Regions from separate parts of the Sus scrofa genome. Here region 2 is linked to region 1. Evidence: chromatin contacts called from public Hi-C data. All regions are on one chromosome and are shown on one strand. Each heading gives the region's core, a stretch centred on a gene start, on an enhancer-like site or on the middle of the called end of the contact. The rest is flanking DNA. Distances are from core to core; before and after follow the strand shown.

Evidence for each region. Hi-C and Micro-C count contacts between places; a contact is called where the count stands out from the background.
Region 2: a Hi-C map of fetal heart ventricle shows a contact between it and region 1, with 2.7 times the contacts expected there. The contact joins two enhancer-like sites.

The regions. Positions count from the first base shown.
Region 1 is chr11:6,135,030-6,142,983 of Sscrofa11.1, forward strand. All of the region lies in intron 1 of MTUS2 (microtubule-associated tumor suppressor candidate 2), which reads left to right. Among named protein-coding and RNA genes, the nearest start is that of MTUS2, 100 kb to the left of the region's middle. Within about 2 kb of position 5,087, at least 2 of the 83 cell types and tissues checked have an H3K27ac peak or open chromatin away from gene starts, as enhancers often do.
Region 2 is chr11:6,271,917-6,279,870 of Sscrofa11.1, forward strand. The region is part of intron 4 of MTUS2 (microtubule-associated tumor suppressor candidate 2); the gene reads left to right. Among named protein-coding and RNA genes, the nearest start is that of MTUS2, 240 kb to the left of the region's middle. Within about 2 kb of position 3,720, at least 7 of the 83 cell types and tissues checked have an H3K27ac peak or open chromatin away from gene starts, as enhancers often do.

The DNA.
Region 1 (7,954 bases), core at 3,837-6,336:
GGCTCTCGTGTTAGCACAGATGCCACCGTCCACAGCTGGAGCCTTTCCATCACAACCCAGTGCAGCTCCCAAGTGCAGGTGGCCGGGGCTCCTGCCCATGACCCTTTGGGCGACCAGTTTGGAAATCCCAGAAGTCATTTAACATCTTTGAACTGCCTTTTTATTTCACCCCGTAGAGCATGTGTATGTTTTAAAGGCCATAAAAGAGAACATGCACAGGAAACACGATACGCATGTTCAGACTTTTGCAAAAAATTAAGTAAGCTTGTGTTTCAGTCTTCCATTTGGGGGAAGATGGGATAGTGACGTCCCTTCTCCCTCCACTGAGTGTGGTCGGGCTTTGACTTGGAGCTTCTGTCGCTTGTGATTTGGGCATCGGTTTACTGTGCACCTGGTTATTCCAGATGGGACCTGCTGCCCTGCCTGGAGGAGGCTCTGGATTTTCGTTAGTTTTTGGGTTTTCCCAGCCTCTCTCAGTTTCTAGCCCAACTTCTTACCACTGCTTCACACACCTTGTTATCTTTTCAATCACAACATCCCATTTTCCTAGTGTTTAAAATTTTTTTTTAGTGATGATAGAATACGCATAACACAGTTTACCATCTCAGCCATTTTTAAGTGCCCTGTTCGGTAGCGTTAAGTGCATTCGTGTTGTCGTGCAGCCAATCTCTAGAACTCTCTTCATCTTGCACAGCTGAAATGCTGTCCCCATTAAACAGTGGGTCTCCATCCCCTGCCTCCAGCCTATGGCAACACCATTTGATTTTCTGTCTCTCTGACTGGACTCCTCCAGAATCTCATGCAAGAGAAGTCGCACAGGATCTGCCTTAAAAAGTGACCGGCTTGCTTAACTAGTCTGATGTCCTCAAGGCTGCTGCCTGTCGTAGCCTGTGTCAGAATTTCCTTCCCCTTTCAGACGGAATGATATTCCACTGTATGTGTACACCACATTTTAAATCTCTTTCCCCATCGTTGGACACTTGGGTTGCTTTCCACTCTTGGCTATTGTGAGTAATGTCTAGAAGACATGGGTATGCAAATATCTCCTTGAGACTGCTCACTGCGGAGTTCCCGTCATAGCACGGCGGAAACGAATCCAACTAGGAACCATGAGGTTGTGGGTTCGATGCCTGGCCTCGCTCAGTGGGTTAAGGATCCAGCATTGCCGTAAGCTGTGGTGTCGGTCGCAGATGTGGCTTGGATCCCGAATTGCTGTGGCTGTGTCATAGGCCGGCAGCTGTAGCTCTGATTAGACCCCTAGCCTGGGAACCTCCATATGCTACAGGTGCAGCCCTAAAAAGCAAAAAAAAAAAAAAAAAAAAAAAAAAAAAAGAGAGAGAGAGAGACAGAGACAGAGACAGAGACTGTTCACTGCTCTATCTAGGACTTCCAGTGCAACATTGAATGGAATTGGTGAACGCAGGCGTCCTTGTGTTATCCTGAACTGAACAGAAAGCTTTCAGTCTTTCACCGCTGAGTCTGGCGTCCACGATGGGATTTTCATTATATGACCTTTATTACGTTACAGTGGTTTCCCTCCATTCCTAGTCAGTTGAGTACCTTCTCTTAATTTTTAAAAATTAGCACCAGGCACCGCAATTAGGAAACCAGGATGGAGGATCTGACCTGGAAGTGACATCTGCAAGTAAATGGGGCTGGTCCATAGAGGCCCGGCTGCTGGCCGGGAGGGAGAGGTGTTTCTTGATGGGCAGGGGCTAGTGGTGGGGTTCGTATGCGCACGGCCAGGTAATGCGGCTTTTATGTGCACCAGTGGTAAATTCTAGGACGGAATTTGAAAAAGAATCCCATGAGGCACTTCTTACCCCCTGTCACGGCTGTGCTTATTTTTCCTTTTCTGGAAAACAAAATCTCTCTGTTTGATGTTTTTACTTATAAAAGTAATACGCATTTGCTTTAATGACTGAAGCAAGTCTGTACAAAGATCACATCCAGGCAAAATTACTGATCTAATGTTCTTTCCCAGCCCACACAACCTCCCTAAAGTTAATCCCTGTTAATGCTCAGGTGTATGGCTTTCCAAACTCTCTCCCCGCTCCAACAAATAGATAAACGTATTTATCAATATAGTGACATTTTATCTTTATCTAAACAGAAGATGTCAGTTGGCTTTTTAACAACAATTTATGCTCATCCCTGGAAACTGCATCCCTGGAAGTTCGTACAGGTCTAACTCTGTATCTCTTTGAAAATTTTTTCTTTTTCAAGAAATGTGTATATGAGATCCTATACACATTGGGATTTTTTTTTTCTATTTTCACTTATTTTCCTTCCATCACACTAAGTGTAACCCATATTAACTATCGAGTGTGTATCCTCCTGTGCTTTCCTTTTTGCCCGAATAACCATATATGAACATATAAACATATATATGTATAAGGATTTACGAGTAGTTGTTTGCTTTATTAACTAGTGTCTAGAAGCAGAACTTCCTAGAAGTACCTCCAATTCCATGAGTACAGCTCCAATTCATTCTTTTTTTTTTTTTTTTTTTTGGTCTTTTTGTCTTTTTTAGGGCCACACCCGAACCTTCAGCATATGGAGGTTCCCAGGCTAGGGGTCCCATTGGAGCTGTAGCCCCTGGCCTACACTGCAGCCGCAGCAACACCAGATCCGAGCCACATCTTCGACCTACACCACAGGTCACAGCAATGTCGGATCCTTAACCCACTGAGCGAGGCCAGGGATCAAACCTGCGTCCTCATGGATGCTAGTTGGGTTCGCTAACTGCTGAGCCATGACGGGAACTCCCAATTCATTCTTTTTATGGCCAGATTCCATGGTGTGGTATGGATCCATCTTTCTTTTATTCAACCGATACCTGTTAATGAACATTTTATTTTGTTTCCTCTTTTTCTCCTTAGGAATAGCGGGGCAGTCAACATACTTGTACATCTCTCCTTTTGCACCGTTTTTGTTTTTTTGTTTTTTTGTTTTTTTTTTGGTAAGGAAATGTTACAGTAGTTGGAATCTCATCAAGCTGTATTTTTAGCAATAGATGTTGCCAGATTGCTTCCAAAAGGACTGTTACAATTTACACTGCCACCAGCAATTTATGAGAGTGTCTTTTTTTGACATTTCTGTTAGCGATAGGTGTTAATCGTCTTTATAATTCTTGTTAGTCTGGATGGAAAGAGCAAGTTGGAGTAGTTTTTCATGTATTTCGTCTCTTGGGTTTTGGCTTTTCTGCAAATTGCCTATTCATATGTTTGGGCACATATTTCTACCTAATTATTTTTCTTTTTTGGTATCCCTTTCCAAGAGGGTTTTCTGTGTGTGTGTGTATGTGTGTGTGTGTGTGTGTGTGTGTGTGTGTGTGTGTGTGTGTGTGTGTCTTTTCAGGGCCACACCCACAGCATATGGAGGTTCCCAGGCTAGGGGTCTAATCGGAGCTGTAGCTGCCGGCCTACACCACAGCCACAGCAACGCCAGATCTGAACCACATCAGCGACCTGTACCAAAGCTCACGGCAACACCAGATCCTTAACCCACTGAGCGAGGCCAGAGATCGAACCTGCAACCTCATGGTTCCTAGTCGGATTTGTTGACCACTGCGCCAGAACAGGCACGCCTCTAAGAGGGCTTTATGTGTTATTGATAATAGGATTTTTTTGAACATTTTATTGCAACTATTTTTTCCAAATCTATTGTTTGTATGTACACTTTCCTTTGTTACCTTTTGCTCTATAAATGTTTTAAGTTTTCATATAGCAAAACACACCTTTTGTGTTTCTTTGTTTTCAAAGATAAGGTCTCCATTTTTAGGTTGTACATACAGTCCCCTGACTGTCTCTTAAGAGCTTATTCATTTATTTTTGGCTTCTAGCCTTTCTGTGTAATTTATTTTTACATATGCTGGAAGAAAATTGTTTTGTTCTAAATAGACAGCTGAAAGTGCCAGCACTGTTTATGGAAATTAAAAAGTATTTAAGGGAGAGTTGAGACTTCCCTTATCAGACTAGGGTGGAACCGAATAGAGACTCCAGAAGTACCCAGTACAAGTAAGATTCTAACACATTTGCATTTGATATATGACAAGGTGATCTTAAACAAATAGAGCGCTCTCTTTGTTTTACCCATTTTCTTAAAATTTCAGGGGAAGAAGGAATTTTCAGAATGCATTCATTTTCCCTAACGACGTGGATGAATTTTTATGCCCTTTGCCTACGAGTTCTGCAGAAAAATATGGAGTCTTGACTCAAGAAATTCTCAGTGGCTTGTCTTCAGTGTAGTTCAGTGAATGTGACAGTGAGACCTCGTTTCCTGGCTTTGCACCAGAAGTGCTGACAAGTCTGAGTTAGAATCCCAGTGAGTCGTTTCTTAATTTCAAAGCATCGCAAATGCCACAGACTGCTCGAGCTTGCTGGCCTGAGAAACAAAATCAAATTGCTGCTCCCCACGAGCACCTCTCCCGTGATCCGTGTGCCCGGAGCCTTTGGCCGTGGGTCCTGAGTGAACGTGGCTGGGTGGCTCAGGAGGGAGGCGCCATCATGGCTCATCGATGTACCCGCAGTGACCAGCATGGCAGTGCGAGAGGTTCTGGGTAGGAAGGAAGGGGTTGTGCTGGGATCTCCTTGAAGACCGCAGATCTCCTTCGGGTGGGGCTTGGAAGCACATGTGTGATTTTGAGCAGGTGGATCTGGGGCAGGGGGCAGAGTGGCCTTCTAGGACCACGAGCAGGTGCGTGTGCGTGGTGGCTGGAGGAGCAGACATGGTCAGAGAGGGAGGGAAGAGGTGAGCAGAGTTGGGTCCTAGTGTGGGGGCCTCAGAGGGGACTGAGTTGTCTCTGAAAGTGTTCCTCCAGGGTGGGTGGGCTGGAGAATATCCAGGAGTCTCTTCATAACCCCGACTTCGTCTCTCATGTGCTCCATTGACGGTCCCTAAAACAGCCACCATTTCCTGAACAATGCCTGGTGCCCAGCTTCATTAGGCACTTGACAGATGAAAGTGCTCTAAAGTCAGTGGCTAGATGGAAATTTTACAGGTCAGAAAACTGAGGTGTGAGAGACCGACTTTCTGCATGCAGCGTTTATTTGCAGATTCTGACTCTGGTCTGCCTGACTCTGGGTCCAAAGGCTGTGTCCTCTGTGACCTGCCACACCGTCTCCTAACTCCCTTCTGGGTCTGCGTCCCTGAAACCTGCCTGAAACCGAACGATTTTTGTGAAGGTTCCCACGGTGTAGGTCATATTATGGATTATGCATCCCAGGGATGATTAAATTGCCTTTAAAAATAAAATATTCAATGCACACTCAAGGCAGATTTTTAAAATATCTAGAGAGGGCTTTTGTGTAGCATGGCCTTCAAAGCAGGCCCTTGTCTTCTTAGTGCTGCCCTCCACCCACCAGAGCCAGCCAGCTAGGAGGGATGTGGTGGCCCACTTAGGCTATCTTTAATTGCTCACTAAAAATAGCTTAATGATGCTGCCATAAAAAGACTCTGATATAACTGAGGGGCTTGGTGTGACCCATATGTAGGATGTTTTTCTAGGTGTCTGTATCCAGGAACACTGATGCTTGCCTATGAGATGGTTTTCACTGCTGGAAAGTGGGGCTTCATTTCCAGACAGTCATTTCTCGCCCCCACCTCCGTTCAGACCCCACTGTCTCCATCATTCCTGCCTGTGCTCATCCGTGATGAGGTTCTAGGTGCCACTGTTGCTCTCACATCCCGGCGATATTTCCACCCTCCACCTGACCTGGCGCTGAAAGACACGTGCAACCTGCTGACCAGTCTGACGCCGTAAGAAGTCCGGCACAGGCGTGGATGGTGTGCCCCTTTCCCCAGGCAGCCGTGGAAACCTGGGCGCTTTGCTCTCCCCTGGGCATCGAGGCGTTTTCCATGTTGCAGTGCTAGACCATCTCTGCTGCAGTTCTCACCAGCCTTTGCCACCCGCACCCCAACCCCTCTGGGGTTCTCTCCCTGCCCAGGTCGGAGGGCTTCCATGTCAGCTCAGTGTGGCTGCAGCAGCCCAGGGCTCCTCTGGTTTTCTCGCTGCCCCACCCCTGCTAAAGGCTGGGTTCCCACCGTTGTGTGGAGCATCCCACCAAGGCTCGTAGCCCTAGTTCCCAAGTCTCCCTTTTCAGACAGTGGACTCCAGTCGAATTGGAGACTTGAAAGGTCAGGAGGATTGCACTGAAAGGAGAGAGACTGGCGGGTAGAAAACACACGGCGTAAAGCCCCGGAGTCTGGGGAGTGTGCATGGGTAGTAAAAGAAGAGAAAACCAGGGGTTCCCGTCGTGGCTTAGAAATGAATCCAACTAGGAACCATGAGGTGGCGGGTTCGATCCCTGACGTTGCTCAGTGGGTTAAGGATCCGGCATTGCTGTGAGCTGTGGTGTAGGTTGCAGATGCATCTCAGATCTGGTGTTGCTGTGGCTGTGGTGTAGGCTGGCAGCTACAGCTCTGATTTGACCCCTAGCCTGAGACCCTCCATATGCCATGGGTGTGGCCCTAAAAAGCCAAAGAAAAAAAGAAGAAAACCCCACCACCCAACCAGATGCCATGATGTTGGAAGATCAAAGGGAGAGGGAGGGGTCGGGAGAGGGAGTGTTGGAAGCTGTCATGGGGAGACTGGGTCAGTGAGCTTGTGGGGACCCGGGGGAAGGGGCTGCCCTGGAGAAGGGGCCGCTAACGCCTGTGATCTTGGCTCTGCATTCACCTTTCCACATGTGCTAAAAACTCACATCCTACCGAGAACGCTGGGTTTGGAGACACTGAGGTGTCCAACGAGAGCAAACGTCCCCTCAGTCCTTTGGTCCACGGATGGTGGTAACTTGAGAACAGTGCTGGTGTCCTGTTCCTTCATGGAGCGGCAGTCTTTCCTTGGACATACAAATCAACAACAGTCATGCTGTTCGGCATTCATTGAATATTTGCGCTCTGTTCCACTGTGGTTTTTCTCTCCAAAGTTTATCAAACCTCAGGAGTGTGGGGGCTGTTTTCCTTATATTCGATGAAGAAAATAAGCAGGTAACTTGCCAAGGCCACAGAGATGAGTTTAGAACGGACAGTCTTCCTTGGGACCTGGTTGGGCACGCAGCCTGCCGTCCGACGTCGGGCACTGATTCTGAATGCCACGGAGTGCAGGAATGTCGTGTTCCGTGTTTTGTGATACGCATGTAGGAGAAGGCACGAGACTGAGTGCTGATGTCACCCTTTGCCCAACCCTTAACCCTGGCAACTTGCAAAGATGTCCCTCTGGCACATGCTCCCTGAGCACAGCGCACGTCCTGAAACTAACAGGTGCCACGGCCCGTTGTATGCGAAGCGTCAGCTTTGGTTATACTCAACCTATAATAAAGTAAGAAAAAGTTTCCGTGTGTGTACTAAGTATCTGCATTGAATTGCTCTTCCTGCTTCATTATCCCGGGAGTTTGGCATCCGCAGTCTCCAGCTTGCCTGTCATCTACGTCAGACCTCCTTCCGAGCAGTGGGTTTGTAGAGGCCCCAGGAGAACATGTTCCCGGGGTCTGTAGCTGGCCTGGGTCCCCTGTTTTCCTGCAGGCTCTGCTTCTTGCTCTGATCTCGAGGAAGGTGCGCTGACCTTGGAGTTGCGGCCGTGCTTCAGGTCACTGCAGGTCGATTGTTGTCCAGCTTCAGCTGAGTGGGAAACGATGAGGGAAGGGGCAGCCCGCTGAAGGGACGTTGGAGTAGCCCAGAGAGATGTGCAGATTCGTATCTGTTTACTCTTGTTTAAAAGTAGCCCTCAGAGACTTGACTGATTTCTCAGGCTGCGGGTGAAAAGGTGTGGGGTTCTCTGGAGGCAGCGGCACTGATGAGATGAGACGTGGAACAAGGAGCCGGCGGTCACGGGGGCTTCCGAAACTGGGTCAGCAGGACCCGTGTAATGTGACGGAGGAGTGCTTATCACATAGTAAACTCAAAACAAATCTTGTGGAATAAATAAATATATAACTGTGGATATTTTATTGTT
Region 2 (7,954 bases), core at 2,470-4,969, 140 kb after region 1:
GCTCTGAAGGCCGGGGTGGGGGGCGGAGAAGGGGAGCTGTTTAATGAGTATAGAGTCTCAGTTTTGCAAGAGGAGGCGTGTTCCGTGGATGGTGGTGATGGTTGCACAGCAGTGCCAACGTGCTCGTGCCACAGAACTGTGGGCTTGAGAATGAGTAAGACGGTAAATTTCACGTCGTGTGTATTTTAGCACAGTTTAAAAAGGAATCTAAAAGAATCTGGGGAGAGCCGGTGACCTAGTAACCACTAAGGAGATAAAAAACTGGATCAGATGGGCCAGGAGGTCATTTTGATGTTGTTCTGATGACGTCAGGGCAGCTGGCAGAGCCAGTGCAGCATCAGGTGTGACATCCAGTTGTGGGAGCGTCCTATGTGTAAACACCCTGAATCAGCACGAGGCCTGCGTATGTAATAGGCGCCTTGTTCAGCTTCTTGAGCAGCTTCATTGATTTAAAAAGGAGTAGCTGCTCCAGTAGTTTGCAGCTCAACCCAAGAAACTCTTGGAGTTGCCAGGCAACCCATGACTGCTGTCAGCGGGAGCCAATCTGACATTAATTTTGTAATCGCCTAAAACGATAGAAGAAATGTTCATTCTAAATGTTTTCATTTCTACCTGCGCTGATGAAAAATGCCATCACCTAGATTGTCTAGTGCTGCAATGATCCCACATGGACAGCGTGTCACGCAGCAGCTCCTACATTTTGTCTTTTTGCCAAAGTGTCTTCCAGGAGACCAGGTGATACCTGCTGCCAGATTCACGCCGCGAGGGCTGAGCTTTCTGCATCCGAGATATTCTAAGTCACTCAGCAAAATGACGCCACACCAAGGCGAACTTTCCTTTAATGATGATTTTTTTTTTTTTTTAATCCAGAGGATGTCTTTTGGTTAAGTTTAGGGGAAAAAAGGCAGCAGTGAGATTGCTCATTGTACTTCGTGTGCGGAGTATCAGAACAGGTCTAAACGAGAGAGCTTTGTATTTGAAGTGTTCTGGTTCTAATGCCTGCAATCCACAAATGCTGAGCCAGGAGGAGATATTCAGAATTATAGTGATTCAACTGGATTGGCCAAAGCTCACATTCAGAAGAGAAGAGAGTCTTTTTCCTTCCAAAGCAAGATCTGCACGTTTTACTGGGACCCCAACCTTGAGGTATTTGACTGACTGTATCTGGAGCAGACGAGGGAGGACCAGAGTTAAGCATGTGAATTGTTCTGACTCAGTTTCTTTCTCCAAATGCCCAGATCCAGTTGGGGGTGGTGCTCCTGGTACCTGGACTTGCTGGCTGTCTTTCCTGGGCATCCGAGTGGCTGATGCATCTGGTACCCTGTCTTCTCAGCTCCTTGCCTGTGTGACCCCAGCGAACCTCAGTTCCATTCTGGCAGCTACCACCAACAGTCCCGGGAACCTTGCTGTCTGGGTCCCTTTGTGCCATCCTTGCTCCTTCCCCTCCCACCCCATTTCCCACCACGGCTGTGCCAAACCTCCCCCAGTCTCTGGAGTTCTGCTCACCTGCTGTCCAGCCCTCTCTCTCTCTCTCTCTCTCTCTCTCTGTGTGTGTTTGTCTGGAGCTCTTTCTTTCCTGTTTCTGTCCAAACCTAAAGTAATTTCCCCACCTGCGCCCTCGACTCCAGCTTCTCCCACAATACACAGACCCCTTCTCTGGTGAGAAGGCCTGGCTTGGCATCCCACCTGTGGGCTTAGGATCAACCAGACCTTAGGAAGCTAGTTGGCCTTTCTGTACACGAGCTTCTAATCAGCAAAATGTGGGTAGTGGTCCCTGTGTCACAGGGTGACCGTGAGGATGAGGAAGGGATGTGTGGGAAGCAGGTTGAAGAGGGCATGGCAGGGAGTCAGTGTCCAATCAGCATTCAGTGATGGGATGCCCAGCTTCAGCATCTTCTCTTCTCTCCCAAGGACACTGGCTCTGGGACCTCGGGGGCCCCATGCTTGTGCCCACCTGCTTCCTGTCCACGCCCCAACCCAGTGGCCCAGCTTCTTTACTTGTTCTCCAGTCTTTCAGTCTTACTAGCACCTTACTGCACGTTTTACTGGGACCCCAACCTTGAGGTATTTGACTGACTGTATCTGGAGCAGACGAGTGAGGGTCCCCCCCCCGACCTCCCCTCCATGATGGTCAGTTTCACATGTCAGCGGGGCTGGGTGGTAGCACCCCGTGTGCCCTCAGACGCTAATCCGGGCCTCACAGGGGGAGTGTTTGGGAGGCGCGGTTGACGTCTGTAGTCAGTTGACTTGGAGGGAAGAGCACGGATTATCCCCCGTCACCTCTGTGGGCCGCATCCCGTCATTTCAGAGGCCTTCAGTGCAGAACTGAGGCTTCCCTGAGGGGCAAGAAGAAGTCTGCCCCCAGACTGCGACGTCCATTCCTGCCTGGGCGTTCCCTCCCTCCGGTGGGCGCAATGGATTTTGGACTTGTCTCCTGCCCCCCACTGCTGTGCAAGTCAGTTGTTTGTTTGTTTGTTTGCTTGCTTTTTAGGGCCGCACCTGCGGCATAGGGATCCCAGGCTTGGGGTCCAATTTGAGCTGTGGTTGCCAGCCTACACCACAGCAATGCCGGATCCTTAACCCACTAAGCAAGACCAGGGATCAAACCCTCATCCTCATGGATACTAGTCGGGTTCATAATCCGCTGAGCCACAACAGTAACTCCCCAAGTTTCTCGAAAGAACTGTGTGTGTGTGTGCATGAGTGCCTGAATGTTTATAAATTATATATTCATTATAATAAGAATATATAATAATATAAACTCATACTCTCCCACACATGTCCACATCCGTGTTCCTGTCCTGCTGGCGCAGTCACCCAGCGCACACACCGCCTGGCGCCCTGTTTGCTTCTGAGTCTCCTCTGCTCTGACAGCTGCAGGCAGGCAGGAGCTGCGTCTCTCCGTGTGCCGGTCCCAGAACTCATTCACCTTGAAGGAATGAATAATGGAAACGTCCTTCAGAATGTGTAACGGGCTGTGTCCTTGAGTACACTGAAAACGGTTATGTAAAGTGGAATAACTCTCCCAATAGGCAGGCAACTTCCCGTCGCCCGTGTAGACAGAGTCTACATGGAACGCATCTCCCGTGGCCCGTCTCAGCCTTATGGGCTCTGGCTTCTGCCCTCACCTTCTCCTTCACCCGCCGGCCTCAGAGATAGAGTCAGTCATTTGTTTGAGGTCGTGGCTTGTTTATTTCACTTCCTTGCGACCCGCTTCGGGTTTAGCTCTTTCATTTCCCTACACATGCAGCATTTGGATGGAAGAAGATCACAACCAGTGGAACATTGGGTGACCTTTTTTTTGCCTCCTTCATCCTTCATTAGTATTCTTTGCTTTCTAGAATTGGATTCTTTGAACGTTCTGGCGAGAGGTCTGTTCTGAGACCCCGGCTGAGGCCGGACGAAGGTGCTGGTGTGGGTTTGTGAGGCGTATCTCCGCTAGAGTCCTGATTTCTCCATAGTGTTGCTGCACAGCACTGAAAAGTCCAGTTTGGAAGTTGCAGTGCGCTGAGACTTGTTTCTGCTCTTACTTCATTGGATTGATGGGTCTGGCGTTAACCCAATCTCTGCTTTTCTTCCTGATGCTGCTGAGAGGACCACCAGTCCTCAGAAATCATCTCTCGCCCTGCCAGCGCTGATAAGGATCCGGTTTCGGAGCTGGCGTGGTGTCTGTGAGACAGTCAGGGCCGCTTGGCTTCCTTCCCACATGACCTCATGGATTTGGTCAAAGTTGGAACATGCGGAGACCGTGAACTCAGGCAGTTCCCTGGACTGTTTGGATTCAGAGACACTTGAGGGAGCTAAAAATAGCTTCGCAGGGAGAGGAGTGTGGTGGGCACTTTCCCTTTTGGAAGGAGCTCTGCTCCCTCTGTCTCCTGAGTCTGGGGAAACTGTCCTGCTTCCAGTCCCAGGGGAGCCACTGTGTGACCAGACAGGGGAGGTCAGTGTCCGGTGTCCTTCAAGGATCCTGCCCGGCCGTTGTGCTTCCCCAGCCCCAAGGGAGAGGGGCTCAGCAGCAAAGCAGGGTGGAGGGAGCTGAGCCCCAGGGGACTAGTGGCGCGTTAGAGGAATACCCTCAATCCAGGACTGAGCGTGCAGGAGGTGGGGTGGTGGCTCCGGGGACGAGGGCAAAGAGAGGCTCGGGCTGGGAAGGTGGTTTTGAGCTTGAGTCATTGAGTGGGACACTGAGCAGTGAATGTCTGCGCTGAGAGAGGAGCTTTGTGCGCTCATCTCCCCGTGCCAGTTGACAAGGGATAGCTATTGTGATCACCACACAAAGTCTGAAGGGGAGAGCTCGGATTTTAAATTGAGTTTCTTCATCTTGGCAGCAGCTTAGGCCGGTTTTAGCTGCACAGAAAGAATGTGAACGCAGAGCTGGACAGTGTGGCGTGAATCCCAACCATGTGACTTGGCAGTTGTGACGTCACCTGTGCTTTCAGTTCCCCAAGTAGAAAACGGGGTTAATAATGCCATCCTTCCTGCTACACAGTGTGGTTTTAGAGATGGACGGTACAAGGAAAGAAAATTACAGGCCCATATTCCTGATGAACATAGATGCAAAAATCCTCAACAACATGGCAGCAAATGGAATTCAGGAGCACGTTAAAGTGATGATACACTGTCCTCAGGAGGGATTCATTCTAGGAATGCAGGGGTGGTTTAGCAAACCCAAATCAGTCGATGCGATCCACCGCATTAATTGCATGAAGGATGAAAACCGTATGAGGATTTCAACAGATCATCATGGCAGAAAACAACTTGGCAAAATTCAACATTCCTTTGTGATAAAAAAAAAAAAAATCAGCTCTCACACATAGGTATGGAAATGACACACGTAACCATAATAAAAGCCCATATATGAAAAGCCCACAGCTCACATCAGCTAACATCGTACTCAGTGATGAAAAGGTAAAAGCGGAGTTCCCTGGTGCTCTGGCAGGTAAGGATCTGGTATTGCCACTGCTGTGTCTCAGGTTCAGTGCCTGGGCTGGGAACGTCCGCATGCTGAGGGCATGGCCAAAGATAATTATTTAATTAAACAATTTCAAAGGGCCTCTTTTAAGGGGAAAAAATAAAAGCGTTAAAGCCTTTTCTCTAAGATCAGCAACCAGACACAAATACTCAATCTTGTCATTTCTATTCAGCATGGTACTGGAAGTACCAACTAACCATAGTAAAAGAAAAAGAAAGAAAAGACATTCGAATCAGAAAGGAAGAAGTAAAATGATCTCTGTTTGCAGACGACATGATATTACATATAGAAAACCCTAAAGGCTTCATAAAAAACCATTGGAACTAGTGAATGAATTCAGTAACATTACAGGATGCAAGATCAACATACAAAAATTAGTGTTTCTATACACTAACAGTGAACTACCTGAAAGAGAAACTAAGAAAGCAATCCCATTTTCAAAACCATCAAAAATAAATAAATGCTTTTTCTTAAATTTAGCCAACTTATTTAACCAGTAAATTTAACCAAGGAGGTTCATTCAGTGCACAAGACCCGTACTCTGAGAATTAGAAGACATTGATGAAAGAAACTGAAGAAGACGCGAATAAATGGAAAGATATTCCATGGTCATGGGTTGGAGGAATTAATACTGTAAAAATGTCCTTCCTCCTCGAAGTGACCTGCAGATCCAATGCAGTCCCTGTCAAAATTCAGTGGCATTTTGGTCAGGAATAGAAAATACTATCCTAACATTTGTGTGGAACCACAAAGGACCCCAAATTGTCAAAGCAACGTTGCTAAAGAAAGAAGCCGGAGGCCTCACACTCCTTGATTTCAAGCTATGTTACAAGGATGTCATTAATCAAAACAGTAGGATACTGGCAGATGTACAGACACCATGTGTACATGACCATTTACTTATGACAGAGGAGCCAAGACTAGGCAGTGGGGAAAGGACACCCTCTTCAATAAGTGATGTTGGGAAACTAGACAGCCGCATGTGGAAGAATGCAACTGGGCCCCATCTCACACCACATGCACAAACAGTGGTTCAAAATGGATTAAAGGCTTGAGTGTAAAACCTGAAACCATAAAACTTTTAGAAGAAAACATGGGGGGTAATCCCCTTGATATCAGTCCTAGCAGTGATATTTCGGATTTGACACCAAAAGCAAAGGCAACAACAAAAATAAGCAAGTGAAATGTCCATCGACAGATGATTGGATTAGGAAGATGCAGTACACACACACACACACACACACACACACACACACAATGGAATACTACTCAGCCATAAAAAAGAACAAAATAATGCCATTTGCAGCAATGTGGATGGAACTAGACTCTCATCCTGAGTGAAGTAAGTCAGAAAGAGAAAGACAAATACCATATGATATCACACATCTGGAATCTAATATAGGGCACAAATGAACCTTTCCACAGAAAAGAAAATCATGGACTTGGGGAATAGACTTGTGATTGCCAAGGGGGAGGGGGAGGGAGTGGGATGGATGGGGTGCTCGGGGGTAACAGATGCAGATTATTGCCTTAGGAATGGATAAGCAGTGAGATTCTGCTGTGTAGCACTAGGAACTCTGTCTAGTCACTTATGATGGAGCATGATTATGTGTGAAAAAAGAATGTATACATGTATGTGTAACTGGGTCACCGTGCTGTACAGTAGAAGAAAATGTATTGGGGAAATAACAGTTGTTTACAATGAAAAATAAATAAAAAAATAAAATCTTAAAAAAAACAGATACCAAGTGAGACAACATCAAACTAAAGCAAAGGAAACCATTAACAAATGAAAAGGCAGCTTATGGAATGGGAGAAAATGTTTTCAAACCGCATGTCTACTGAGAGGCTAATATCCAGAATACTCACAAACTCATACAACGCAGTAACAAAAAAACTCCGAGTAATCTATTCAAAGCACGGGCCAAGGGTCTGAATAGACGGTTTTTCCTAAAGACCTGCACATGACCAACGGGTATGTGAAAAGGTACCCAACATCGCTCATCAGGGAAACGCAAATCCAAATCGCAATGAAATATCACCTCACACCTGTTAGGATGTCTCCTATCAAAAAGACAAGAGATAAAAGCCCTTGTGCCTGTTGTTGGGGATGTAAACCAGTGCAGCTCCTAAGGGAAAAGTCTAGAGGCTACCCGAAATTAAAAACAGAACGACTATAGGGTCCAGCCATCCTGCTTCTGAGTATGTATCCAAAGAAAATGGAAACGGAATAGCAAAGAAACGTCTGCATTCCCGTGTTCGCTGCAGCATTATTTATAGTAGCTGAGGCGTGGAGACAACCTACATGCCCACCAACAGATGACTGCATAGTGACAATGTGACATATATAATACAGATAGCAATAGATAGATCTATCCATCTATGTAATTCCACCCATAAAAAAAAGAAGGAAATCCTGCCATTTGGGACAACATAGATGCACCTGGAAGGCATCGTGCTAAGGGATATAATCCAGACAGGGGAAAACAAAGACTGCCTGGTGTCAGTTATACGTAGAGTCTAAGGGCAGGGTAGGGGGAAGCCAACTTCATAGAGACCAGGAGGGTAGTTGCCCAGGGCCAGGGAAGATGCTGGTCAAAGGGTATAAACGTTCGATTGCTGGAATCAGTTCTGAGGATGTGGTGGTGACCGCGGGTATTACTGTGGTGTCGTATGCTTGGGCGTGGCTGCAAGTAGCTCTTAGGCATTCGCCCCTCGAAGGAAAAAGAACAAGAGGAGTTAAGGTGAGACGATGGGTGTGTAGATGATCTTGATCTTGGTAATCGTTCCACGCGTATCATTTATCAGCTCGTCACGGCGTAACTTTAAATGCAGATGATGCTATTTCTCAGCCAAGCTGGGGAGAAAAGCTACTGTATTCAACTCATGCTTTAATTGGCTGTGGCGCTCTGCTGCCTAGCTTGTCAAGTGCTCTAAGTACCAATCTGAAAAGACTCCATCCCCCCTTTCCAAGGGCTACAG